Regions from separate parts of the Anser cygnoides genome. Here region 2 is linked to region 1. The links are chromatin contacts, called in public Hi-C maps. All regions are on one chromosome and are shown on one strand. The core of a region is the stretch at or near the end of the contact, and the rest is flanking DNA. Distances in the headings are between cores, read along the strand shown.

Region 1 (6,158 bases), core at 3,102-5,601:
GGCAACTGGCACCACTCACCCAGATGGAATTCTGCCCCACAGAATTCAGACGGCATAAACAGATTCTACTTTGATTTCTGCCTGCCAAGGCTGCTGTGTAGCCTGTCTGAAACCCAGCCAGTCTATTTCATCTTATTCTTTTCCATGTACGCCAATAATCTCATTTTTTACATCAACGAACAGTAAATACATGTTTCTTTGGGCCAAGGGACAGCTCCTATAGGTGCAAACATTTTCATTAAATAGATTAGGTCCATCAGGCATCCAGCTTAACACATCTGTTGGCACAGGGAAGACAACTGGAAACGCAGTGTGTGCACTCGTTACAGGTACTGTAGGCACATACATACGTATGCACCTTACAGTGAATACTTTAAACAGAATCCTTAAGTTATAGACAAAACGCTATGTAAGCGGTTGCTTGAGGTCAAACAAACCAGTCCCTCCTTTAACAACTTTTCCAAGCACCAGGCACGCAGAAGGGGATCTCAGTTCGTCGTAAGCACCTACAACAGAATTCAGACAAAGTCGAATTAGATGTTTCCAAAGGTTTCTCAAAGGTCAGTGCTGAAGAGAAAGCAGTTTATTTTACATGCTTATCTGGTTCAGATGAGTTTACATACTCATCTGGTTCAGCCTCCCTAGCTCCAGAAAGGCATTGCCATCTACTGTTCAGACTGAATTTATATTTCTGAGAGCAGAGCTCCAAAACTCTTCCTGCCTCTCCCCTCCAACAACACTTTTCTATTCCCAGTCTGTGTATAAGCAGAGAATTAGGCTACACATTTCTAAACTCTTCCTAGGAAAGATAATTCTTCCCAGGAAAAGATAATACATTCCCAATTCCAAGAGAACACAGATTTGACCTTCCAGTGAACACATTTTGCTGATTAAGTAAACTGCTTAAAAAAAAAAAAAACACATCAGTGAAGCAAAACCAAAAAGAAACCCTTTTCATTTGCTGCCTTTCTCCCGTGGAGCCTTTTTTCTTTGTTAGAGTGAATCCTTTTGATATGGATTTTAAACCCTTCTGACAAGATACGAAGAGAACTTTTCACTGGAGAGACATTCCCTGAATTCCTTTGATTTTGTGGTTACTCATTGTAGCGAAATACTGTCACAGAAATTTGGAAGCTCTCCAGATGACACGGCTGGTCAATGCTTGCTGCATTTTGCTTTCACTGTTGTTTTTTTTTATTATTATTATTTATTTATTTATTTATAAGCAACCAGGCTGGTTTGCATTCATCCTAAATATCAGCAAGCTGCGATTTTTTTAGTAAAGTATGTTGGAAAATTGGTTAAAAAAAACAACTGTTAAACTCTTGGGGTCATCTTTATTCTACTATGAACTAACTTTTTATTATACAGAGGATGCAGGGGAAGGTGCTGGGCCACAGCAGCGTATGGTGTGTGCTTGCTGCTTGGATCTCAGCTACAGCTGTACAAGTAAACCGCTGCTCCTAAATGTGTGCCAACTGAGAAAAGGGGAAAAAAAAAAAAAGGTTCTTTGTTAGGTCAAAGGCGTAACTGTCCTGTTCGCTCACGTGACGTTCACAAAGAGTTATTCTCTGAGCAAACAGCCAGAAGGATCTCGCTTCCGATGCAGATGTGCTCTTGCACCAAATCCTGATCAGCAATCTGCTGGGTCACACCTGAGCTCTCGCGGCACTTCCTGCTCTGTTAGCAGTGCCCCGTGGTCGCAGCCCTTCCTATTTCTGTCTTACTGATTCAGGCCGTAAGTAGGCACAGTATCTATTTAAATGTACACTCGAGATATCAGCTGCATTAAAGCAAATTAGATCCAGACTGCTGTAATCCACATTATGACTTGGTTTCCATCTTGGGGAAATCAATAAATCCCTGCACTTGCAACCAGTGCGGCTTTCCTGCAAATTCACCATGCCCTTCTGTTAGCATGCACTTTGTGTCTTTATTTGTAATATTATCCGTAAATGTAATCATGTTTCACCTGACAAAAACTTTATCTTATTTCTAAGTCAACATGTGCTACGATGTATATCCTGAGAAAGCGACTGTGCAAGAATCTTCCTCTTCTGCTCCATTTCTCTCCAAATTTACGCCTTTCCTTTCTGATTTTCAGATGATTTCTAAGTCACTTGTAACCAATACTATTCAGTAAAACCCAAGTTACCTTCCCAGACAAGGTGCAAAACAGCATTAAGAGAAAGGAATTAAGTGACAAAGTTTCCCTCCCTGACATCTGTGCCAGGCAGCTTAAGACACTAGCTGAAGAGACCGTGTTGACAGCTTTTCCCATTTGTATTAGGTAACAAAATGGTGACACAGGAGCATCCAAGAAGGAGCATCCAACAGGCAAGTGACAAAAAACAAGAGCAAAAAGGACGTGTAGTTAGTATCCAAAAAATAAGATCAAACTGTTCAGTGACACTTAAAACATAACTTCTTTGGACAGGACCCCAAAATACAGATGGCTAGTGCCATTTAAATGCCCTAAAGGATCCATGCAGATATGTCGTCTGTTGGACAAGGCAGAGAACCCAAGAGATTTGCACAACTTCCAGAATAGCAAATAGGGGCCAGAAAAGGCTACCGTACTCTCGGTTATCCAAAATGGCACCGGAATCCTACCATTAGCCAAATGAATGTGACCCTTTGTCTGTGGTTGGGGGGAGACCCCAAAGACAGTAAAGTTCTACAAAGCAGAAGAAATCCAGAATCAAATTAAGAACCAGGAAGACTGTTCTCACAATAAAACAGCAATTTTAAAGCAGAAGAGATGAAAACGTGGGAGTAATAACAGAGACAGGAAAACCAAGCAGAGATGACAACTTTAATGGTCTAAGCAGAGACAGAAAAAGGCAGATTTAATAGTCTGTTATAAGGCTTTGCTATAACAAACCGTAACAGTTTTAAGGTTTGTTATAAAAAAGCCTATCTAATTCTTAAAGACAGGAATCACAGACCCCACAAATTACATGTGGGAGCTGACTTCATTTAAGCTGACAGAATTTTATTAAAAATGTCTGGAACATTTTCCTAGGCAAGGACTTAATTAAAATGTTAGCCTCTGGCCTTTTTTCTAACACAATTATGCAGTACTTGAAATAGTGGAAATTTATGATGAAAACAAAGCATATGTGAAATTCTGCAGCGATATAGTTCAAACTAAACCACTTACCCATCATGGTTGCTTCCTTCAAGAATTTGTAACTGGTTTCAAACGTCATCTGTTGCAGAGGGGAGGAGCTGGACTGGATTCCAAAGCGATTCAGTGGTTTATAAACTCCTTCAAAACACATGTAATCTGCCACAAGTGAAAGGTGCCGAGGGTCTACCACAATGCCTAAGAACACAGGAAAGAGCAATCATCAGAGCACTCAAGTGCTAAGGTATTCCTGTCTAAAAAAGAAATCTGATCTAAATTAATCCCCTGGATCTAATCAACATGGAGAACATCTCTTTTAACATCCTTATGGCGACTGCAAATCTTTGTATGTAGCTGGTGTGGCTGCTCCCCTCAATTATCCAAGCTGGGCACTCCTCATTTTAATATAAAACAGTACTTCTGCAAGGCAACTAAGATGTCAAGAATGCTGCAACAAGGCAGCGTTTCACTCTACATAAAATCAGTAAGATCTACGTCATTTTTGTTTACATGCATCCAGCCAGTTGTGACAGGACAGAGCTTTTATCTTCTCACTCATGGCCTGTATTAGCTAGGCACTGGAAGCAGCAAGGTTCTGGTATTTTCTGTTTACGACGTTAGGCATCCACAAAAAAAACAGACAAACAAACAAAAACATTCAGTCTAAAAAGAAACAGTACTTATTTTTAAGTAACACTGCGGTGGCAAGTGCGATGGGAGATCATTAACAGTTCTGTCAACATTTACCTACCAGTTCTTGAACAACTTGAAGGTTGGACCATTCTGGGCTGCCAGCCGAAAAATTTGTTGGATGAGACTGGTTGCTAAAACTCCCACTGCATTAATCTTCCCTCTTTTCAAGAGTTTAATTCATAGCGTGACTTAGCTCACTTAAGGCAAATGCAACACGCCAAGCTTTAGCAGCCTAACAAGCCAGGCATCCTCCCTGAACTGGGACTCTCAGTAGTGCAGAGGGACAAACCCTCAGACAATGCAGTATCAATGCAGCTTCTATCATTTTAGGAATTACATACATTTAACTATAAAAGGACCCTAGACTCTTATCGTTAAAAAAGCTAGAATGAGACAAGATTAATCCTATTCTCAGGGCCACTATGCACTGGTCTAACATAGTTAAGGTTCCTCAGATGTTAATAATTAATTCCTCTGGACTTTCCAGCTTGCACAGTAATGGAATAGAAAAAAATCTGTGATGCATGGAAAAAAAACCTTGTCTAGGGCATTTTCTACAGATTAAACAGAACTTGAATAATGAATTCTTCACAGAAGGCACTATAATCATCAGAATGATGAAAAAATGAAGAGACATAACTGTGAGCAATGTGGCAATTATAATAAAGGCCATCTTCAAAGATGCAAACAAAACCTACCATATACAGCAAACACATCTTTTATTTCCTTTATAAGGACCCTCAGGGCAGACTCAATACCGTAATGCTTAGCCATGGCATGAATATCATTGGAATAAAGCCTGTTCAGGTCCAAAATCTGAAAGACAAAAAAAACAAAACACAGATATAAACTAGCACAGTAACTACTCTATTTTTTCCAAGTAGCTTAAGCTAAGCTAAGCAAGCTAACGTAGTTTTTTTCCCTCCACCTTTCATTAGCTTAAACACCACCAAAAGTTGCACAAAAACAAGACAGTAGCTCAGAGCCAAATACAGACAAAAATGACACTGGAGATTTATGTTTAGGCAAGTGATCATTGTGGTTTATACACAGGTCGGAATCAAAATTCAGCACAGAAATAACTGACCTGAGTTTAGAAAACAAACAAACCAACTAACCATTCCTAGCAGCAGAAGGACATGTTGAAGTCTTCCAAGAAATGTAATGCCCAGTCTGTCTCAACCAACCAGAACTCTTAACAAAAGCAGTAGAAAATATGTAGCATAAAACAATCCTCTATTTGTAGAGTTATGGGCTAGATGGCATAACAGAACTATTCATCTCCAAGTACTGCAATTCATTTAGATGGAAGAATTCCCTCAAGTAACATTTATAGAGACAGTTACAAGCATAGTGTGGAATTATCTGTCATTAGATACTGGGCTGCTGCACAAAAAAACAATTTGCAATTTACCCTTGAGAAAAGGCTTCACTGAACTCTGAACGCAGCTGGGGGAAAAAAGGAGAAGGAAGGAAGCCTAAGAGCTGAAAAGGCTACACGTCAACCCTGCTAACACCTATCATCCACCCCCTCTCCGTAGAGCACAGAAGATCACTCCAGTTCAGGATTATAAATAGACTACGTACATCAGAGTATCTGAACAGCTCTGCAAGATTTATCCCTTCAGTATGCAGAATGAGTTCCTTCTCTCCTTGCTTATTGGTACTTTCATTCAACAAGCACCGGGTGATCCCCTTCACTTCATGGATGACCGTGTTTCGTGTCAGAGAGAGAAGCAAAGAGGAGAGATCGAAGTACGCCTTCATCAATGGAAGTGTCAAGGAAACCTAAAAAGAGAAAAAAACAAAAGTGGTGTTTTTCTGTAAAAACGCTTGAGCATTAGGCTCAATAACCTACTTCTTCTTAGGCAAAAAGCAGACAAATAGGATTATCCTAATTGTGTGTTTTAGGAACGTAAATGTCTGACTAGAATTATAGTCATAAATATATTTATTTATAAACAAACATGTCAATTGTCTTTTAAAAAAGTTTCATTGGGGTTTTGAAAGTCAGCTGTAAATAATTGCGTCAAGAAGAACATTTGTGCTGAGGCACGCACTTCCACTCCTCTGTACTAATAGGGGACTGCTGATGAGACAAAACAGCAGCACTCCACTGAAGAGAGCCCTGTTACAAGGGCTACGTGCAACTGTTGTGCAACCACACACAGCTGCTTCCAGGCACCACCAGCTTACCTCACACCAAAGTTCGTTTTCAGTGTCAAACGTGTAATCCTGAATTGACGGGTGACTGTTCAGAACAGCATTTATTCGCATCTCCGCTGACTTGAGTAATAGATTTCTCTCTTTTTTAGTCTGAGACGTAAAGGAAAGA
Region 2 (6,617 bases), core at 2,407-4,906, 40 kb before region 1:
TTTTCTAAGCCTTGCTGTGAAACCTATCTCAGGTACTCCGAAGTAAGTGACAGCAAATTATCTCCAACACAAACACAAGAATTAACAAGATGTCCTTGCAATGCCTACGGAGGCAACCGGTGCTCTGTGACAGAAGAAAACTGCCTGAATTTGGATTTTTTCTGACTCTCAAATGAGCTACACAAAAGGACAGCGTTCCAGCCAAACAGGAACCAACAGGTGAGTCAAAGAACTGCTGTTGTGAACAGTGTGGTATTAAAAAGATAGATTTCTTTCCTGCAAAGGAAACTTTTGAGCTTCCCCCTCCCTTTTTTAATTTAAACAAAATTTAAAAAAAGAATGCAGCCAGCAAATGGCAGTTTTTCGTTGTATAGGTTACCAGCGTAAGAAACGGTAGCCTGTCTGCACAGGATGTTCAGAACCCGAGGTCAGGCGCTCCTCTGAACTTGAGCCGAAGCAGGGCAACGTGCACAAAGAGCAAAGCGGAGTGTCCCCAGCCAGCACTCAGCCACCCCTCCCAGGCACATCTCGCACGCTCCTTTCTGCCACGCGTTCTCCTCTCCGAACCGCAAGCCCTACATCTGCGCGAGCACCAGCCGGTGCTTTGTGGACGAGCTCAGCAGCCCAGAGGGGAGGAAGAGAGCACGGCGCATCGGCACGGCACCCACCCCTAGCCGCGCAAGTTCATCTCGCTCAGTGGAAGGTATTTCTGAGCCCCTGCAAGGAAGCCAAAACAAACGAGATCTTTCCCCTTACATGGGAAGCTCGGAGAATAAATCATCCCTAGAAGAAACGGTCAGAAAAGACAGGGCATAGCATTAATCTTTACTGGGCTAAGGAAACATGCCAGCAGACTTCCACGGCCAAGATGTTTCATATTACATCTGAATTATGCAGCAGAATAGCACCGAACAACTAGTAATTATGGAGCAATGTTAATGGTACAGCAGCATTTTTACCACAGTATCATCTAACACCCTAAGAGATCATGGCAAAACTCACACTTGAGGCTATACAAGCAGAAGAGTCCATGCCAGACGTGTCCCGTGAAGAAAAGGCTTAAAATTAATTGCAATATAGAAAAAAAAGTTGCTAGAATCAATTTTAGTGGCTAACTTCTGAAGTCAAACCTTCAGGACTTAACAGGTTGCAGAGCGAGCAGGGAATGATGAGCTGCTCCCAAGGAGAACCGAGGGCTCAACTTTTTTAGCTTCACACAACAGGTTATGAGTTCGTCTTTAGATACACCAAGCACGTAAACACCAAAGAGGAAAACAAATCAAACACCAGGAGAATATCAGCACGCAGGAAAAACTGGTCATAAATATATACGGACTAGGAGCATAGGACTCCTGGGCAGCAGAGGAATAATCTTCCCTTAGTCCTATTGGAAGGCAAGAGCCTATGAGACGTTTTAAGAAAGTCCTTAATAATTCATGAACGACCTCACGAGAGAGTTGCCTGCAGCAGGGGAGACATCTCTGTCATCAGGCCCTTCATCTGAATCAGCGCTGTGCGGTTTCAAGGCATCGGATGCACCCGCTGCAGGTGCTTTAAGCTGCTGTGTTTGATCAAGTTTTGTCCAGACTCGCCTGTAATGTGAAAATCACTCTACGACAAATTTCAAGTATTGGTTGAGTCTTGTTCAATAACTTCGCCTTGATCAAAGCTCAAGACCTTCTTAAGTTTTCCAGGATTTCTTCCTCAAGCAAAACAACCTTCACATCAAATACCAGAGCTCTGCAGCAATCTTAGCATGTAACAGCCCTTTCCACATCTCTCATCTCCAGATACCCGTAAAACAAACAAAATTAAACATTTTCCCGTTTTCCTCGCTGAAAGGAAGTTGCTGCTACCACGCTCTCTTTTCCTACATCCTGCCCCTGTCTGTCAACCATTTGGCTGACTTAATCGCGCTCCACAGAAGGACAGAGGTTACGTCCCCAGCAGCTCCAGGAAACCACAGCCCAGGTGAGCCTGTTCCTCACCAGCCCAAAGGAAGCGGCCAAAGCACCAAACCATTCACACACGCTCTAACTCCTCAGCTGCATTTTGACCTTTCAGTCAAATTCCCTGATTTTGCTGCCTCAGCAGAGGGGTCGGCAGACAGCTCAAGGCTTCCTGGCGCTTGAGCTAGGAGGGAGATAGCAACCTTGCTGCAGCAAAACGGAGTAACGCACGGTCTGCGGGGAACCGGCGCGCACGTCTAAGCCAGGCGCTGCGTCTGAACGGCCCCACCGTAAGCTGGGTTTAAAAATCCACATCCACTTTAGACACATAAACATATATCCACACAAGAGCATTTACCTCAAAAAGCTGTCTTCAGGACAAAAAGAAATACGCATCTGTATTTTCCCTTAATCTCCGAGTTACGGCAAAGCCAGCCGTGGGAAAGCCATTTACCCCCACCGATTTTATGAACATTTCCCATTAATTTCCATAACTAAAGAAAGACGTACAATAATCAACTCTCCTCCATCACCCTTGTATTTCGATCTTATCTACCAAAATAGAAAGAAACAAACCAACTCAGCACGAGAACTCCTCTCCCTGAGCAGCGCTGAAGAAGACAGGAAGGTTTTGGCAGCGACACCAGAAATAATTGCTGGTTTGCCTCCCGATCGCTCCAGCGCGGAGGAAAAAAATGAAAATCACCCGCAAAAACACCATCGCAAGCCACAGGCAAGCAGAAGCCTATACGCTTTATTTCGGCAGAATGACTCCAAACAGCCCCAGCCGCATTCCTGGCGCTGGGAAGAGGCCCGAGATGGTGTAAAGCTGGGGAATACCTGCATCTCCGCGCCTTCCCCGGGGGCCAGCTCTCCGAAGCCAGGGCTGCCGCGGGGCCAGCTTTAAATAGGGGGCAGGGAAGGGGATGAGACAGGGGCAGGGAAGGGGCTGAAATAGGGGCAGGGACGGGGAGGGAAGGGGGCAGGAGGGAGGGAAGGGGGCGGCGGCACGGCGCTCCCCCGGCGCTGCGAGGCCTCTCCTCGCCCAGCCCTGACCCCCCCGGCAGGGCCCCGCACCTGGCGTGGTGGAAGCGACCCCACCCTCAAAAATAATAATAAAAAATAAAAATTTAAATTTAAAAAAAAAAAAAACAACACCACAGAGAGATCGGAGCCTTCACGCCTCGGCGGGCACCGCGGGGGAGGAGGGCAGCGCCTGTGAGGGGAAAGCAGCCCTCTGAGGGAAAACGCCCCCCTCTCTGAGGGAAAAAGCCCCCCCTTCTGAGGGAAAAAGCCCTTCTCTGAGGGAAAAAGACCCCCGTCTGAGGGAATAAACCCCTCCCTGAGGGAATAAACCCGCTCTTTGAGGGAATAAGCCCCCCCTCTGAGAGAAAAAGCCCCCTTCTGAGGTAAAAGACCCCCTCTCTGAGGCAATAAACCCCCCTCCGAGCCACGCAGCGCCCCAAACCCCTGAAACCGCCTCTATTTCCCCCCCATCAAAGCCCCCTCCCGCCTCCCCGCTCCCCCATACCCGCCTCGCCGCCCCTACCCACCTGCGCTGGGCTCGGCCCGGGCGCCCTGCCTCCGCATCGGGGCGGGCGGCGCGGCCCCGCCGCAGGTAACGGCCCCGCCGGGGGCAGCGGCGGCGGCGGCGGCGGCACGTGGCGGAGCGCAGCCAATGGGCCCCGCACCGCGGCCGAGGGGCGGGCGGAGGCGGCCGGCGGCGGGGCCTGCGCTCTGCGGCCCTGAGGGGAGCTCTCCGCCCCTGACGGGGGAGCGCTCCGCCGCCCCCTGAGGGGGGCGACGTTTGGGTTGGGTCTGCTCCCCGTTTTAGGGCTTCTTTCTTCCCCTTAACGCCTGTTTCTCCTCTTTTAGGAAATAATAAAATGATAAAAACGCGCGCGTGGGTGGGTGGTTTGTGTGGGTTTTTTTTTTCGCCCTCACGGCCAAGTGCGGGGGCACGTCGTGCCGGCAGAGGACAGCAGCGCCCGGGGCTGGCTCCCCGCTCTCTCTCCCCCTTTGTTTCTCGCTTTTCTACGCAACGTTTTCAGCCTTCTTCTGTTGGGAAGCCGAGGGGAATTGAGAGATCTGCTCACCGAAATCATGAAATTTTAATTGCTTTTGTTTGGCTCCGTAATCCCCACGCCTCGGGTGCGTGAAGGTTTTCAGCCCTCCCCCTGCAGTTGCTAGGGACCTTTTATTTTCAACAAGAGTCGCATAAACCCTGCCACAGGCAGCGTAAAAATGCACCTGATTCAGTGGTACACTGCAGGCATCCAGCGGGTGCTTAACCTACAAGAGAGGAGAAGCCACCCTGCAGCCCCATCTGACGTTACCATGGCACTATCAGTAACACCGTGAGCCACAAGGAAAAAAAAAAAAAAAAGGAAAAGAAATGATCTGGGGAAAAAAAAATAAAACAAAACACTGGAGCGAAGCTAAATAGGCTGTGCACCAGCTGTGGGCAAGAGCTGATTAAGCAAGGAAACAGGTTAAACCATTACAGATCGTGCTAGCTAGGAGCTTCTCTTTTTGATAGCGTGCTTATCGCTGTGGTGTCTAAAAAAAATTTTTAAAAATTATCCCCAAATCTCGAGGATTACTGCAAAACAGGAACAACGATCGTGGCTGGGGCAGCCACTGGTCTCCGAGCAGCAGTGTTGTGGCGTAGGGCGCCCAGCGGGCCGATGTGCCGGCCCTCAGGCAAAGGGGGAACGTCTGTCCATGGGGGTGACCTCCCCTTTCCAAAACATTCTTCGGAAGGCTCCTGGAGCAGTCCCGCACGCAAAATGGAGCCGTGGAGGGGGTGTCGGGAGAGCGGGGTGGCATCCTGCATCGGCCGAGGGTTATTGGAGGGATCAGAGGAGGGACGGGGGTATCGGGTGGGTGGAGATCGGCGACAGGCAACCGGAGGGGGGAAATTGCACTCATGTGGTGTTTCCTCTGGGGTGTATGGGATTAGCGGTGTCCCAAAGCAGGAAGACTAAAATTCTTTGAAACTGTAAGCTTAACGTAAATGCAGAAGCACTTTTTCACTGTATGTTGGCTTCTCCTTTACAGCTCTTGCTGAACTGTGTCGCTTGATCTCTACAACAGATACTACATCGCTTTTGTGTTCTGTTGGCTGTTGGTGTTAGATTTATAGTCAGGACAGATTCTTGATCACTGCGTGTACAATTCTAGGAAAATATATGTTTCACACACACACAAAAAAAAAAATCCTTCTCCATTTTTTCAGCCGTTGCCATAACCAAACACAGAAGATTCGTTGGGATCAGCTTTTATCTCTGCTCCTCTGTGACTGCAAGGAACCATTCATTGCTTCAGACTTACAGATGAAGCCAGAAGATGCAAATAAAGACCCCGACTGTGCAGCCAGGCATGCCCCAGGGTGTCACAGGGCCCGTCACATCAGGCTTCGGCCGGGAAACAACCAGGCTTTGCAAGCAGCTTCGAAGAAGAGCAGCCGCAACAAAGATGCATTATGTTCTTCCTTTCTCAGAAAACTGCAGGAGTGATCTCAGTGGATCGGCGGTGTGCACGTAGCTCAAACTGTGGGGCCATGCTGGGAGAGTAGACGGGGGAGAGATGGGCAGAATCTCATCAGACATTATAATAGGACTATTCCCATGATCTCTGAGATCTGTGGTTACAGACATAGCGATGCTCAGAGACATTTAGATGCTTAAACATATAGGTAGGCATGGAAAGGGAGTTTTAAGTGCATCTGGTCAATTCTTTGCTGAATCAATGGGAGTTAGGCACCAGAGCACTTCTGAAAGCCTCACAATTTGTTTGTCCTCAATATCTTTATTTAAACAACCCTGAGAGCACCATCCCTTTGACATACGCATCATCTGCTCAAAGAAAATTATTTATTTGGGTCTGGTTTTAGGTTTGTGCTCTTGTGTTATTTTCCAAGTTTTGTGTTTGTCATTTGTTTGTTTGTTTGTTTAATTGCCTTCTTACTCCACCTGGATTGCTATTTTAACTGCCTGCTGGGTGAGTTTCTGCCTAACAATTTCTGTAAAATTTCCTGTAGTGTAACTAGGACCTTGGAAACCTTTTGGTTTTTAATGGTGAATCAAAGATCTCAGCTCTGGGCATAATTAGATCCACACCAAGACCTGTTTTCAGGTTTAATGGTCAATTTTGCCCTCTAGGAAAGAGTCTGAATCATGGATTCTGCTGTCTACCACGTCCTAGCTGTCTTACTGGGATTGGGTGGGGTAAGGTAAATGATGCTCCATTTAAGTAAATGGCTCTCTCTTATTACCAGCCTTTGTAATTATTTCTGTGGCACAGTCTAATGGTTTTATTAAGCTGTGTTATGCTTTAATGTTTATTCTGATTGATGATTGAATTACAGAATAGTGGCACTGCTGTTGTACTAGAGAAGAAATGCTTAGACAGCCATGCTGTATTTCACAGGAAAAGCATTTTCTCAACAGAGGGCTTCTGTAACTAGGTGCTTTTTGCTATAAAAGCAGGCTGCATTTTCCACAGTAATTTAAAAAGGTGACGTTTCTCCTGTTGTTACACATAAATTGTATAGCTAGAACAGTGCATCTAATGACATTAGTCATCTGTATAGCTGGAATCTGTCCAATTTACATGGAAGACAAAAGCAAAATCACATAGATATTTATTATCTTCACGTCCTATATG

Evidence for each region. Hi-C and Micro-C count contacts between places; a contact is called where the count stands out from the background.
Region 2: a Hi-C map of liver shows a contact between it and region 1, with 3 times the contacts expected there. The contact joins the promoter of ST3GAL5 here to the enhancer-like site in region 1. A contact is called at or near these places in 2 of 7 Hi-C or Micro-C datasets (both in liver).

The regions. Positions count from the first base shown.
Region 1 is chr4:6,345,049-6,351,206 of Taihu_goose_T2T_genome, reverse strand. POLR1A (RNA polymerase I subunit A) reads right to left here. Exons shown (of 34, transcript XM_048047789.2): 30 at 6,020-6,158; 31 at 5,411-5,611; 32 at 4,522-4,639; 33 at 3,164-3,328; 34 at 1-506. The coding sequence ends at 406. Among named protein-coding and RNA genes, the nearest start is that of POLR1A, 30 kb to the right of the region's middle. Within about 2 kb of position 4,351, at least 2 of the 3 cell types and tissues checked have open chromatin away from gene starts, as enhancers often do. A contact at or near this core is called in liver, where this site is marked.
Region 2 is chr4:6,383,744-6,390,360 of Taihu_goose_T2T_genome, reverse strand. It overlaps ST3GAL5 (ST3 beta-galactoside alpha-2,3-sialyltransferase 5), which reads right to left and starts at 3,656. Exons shown (of 7, transcript XM_066995575.1): 1 at 3,503-3,656.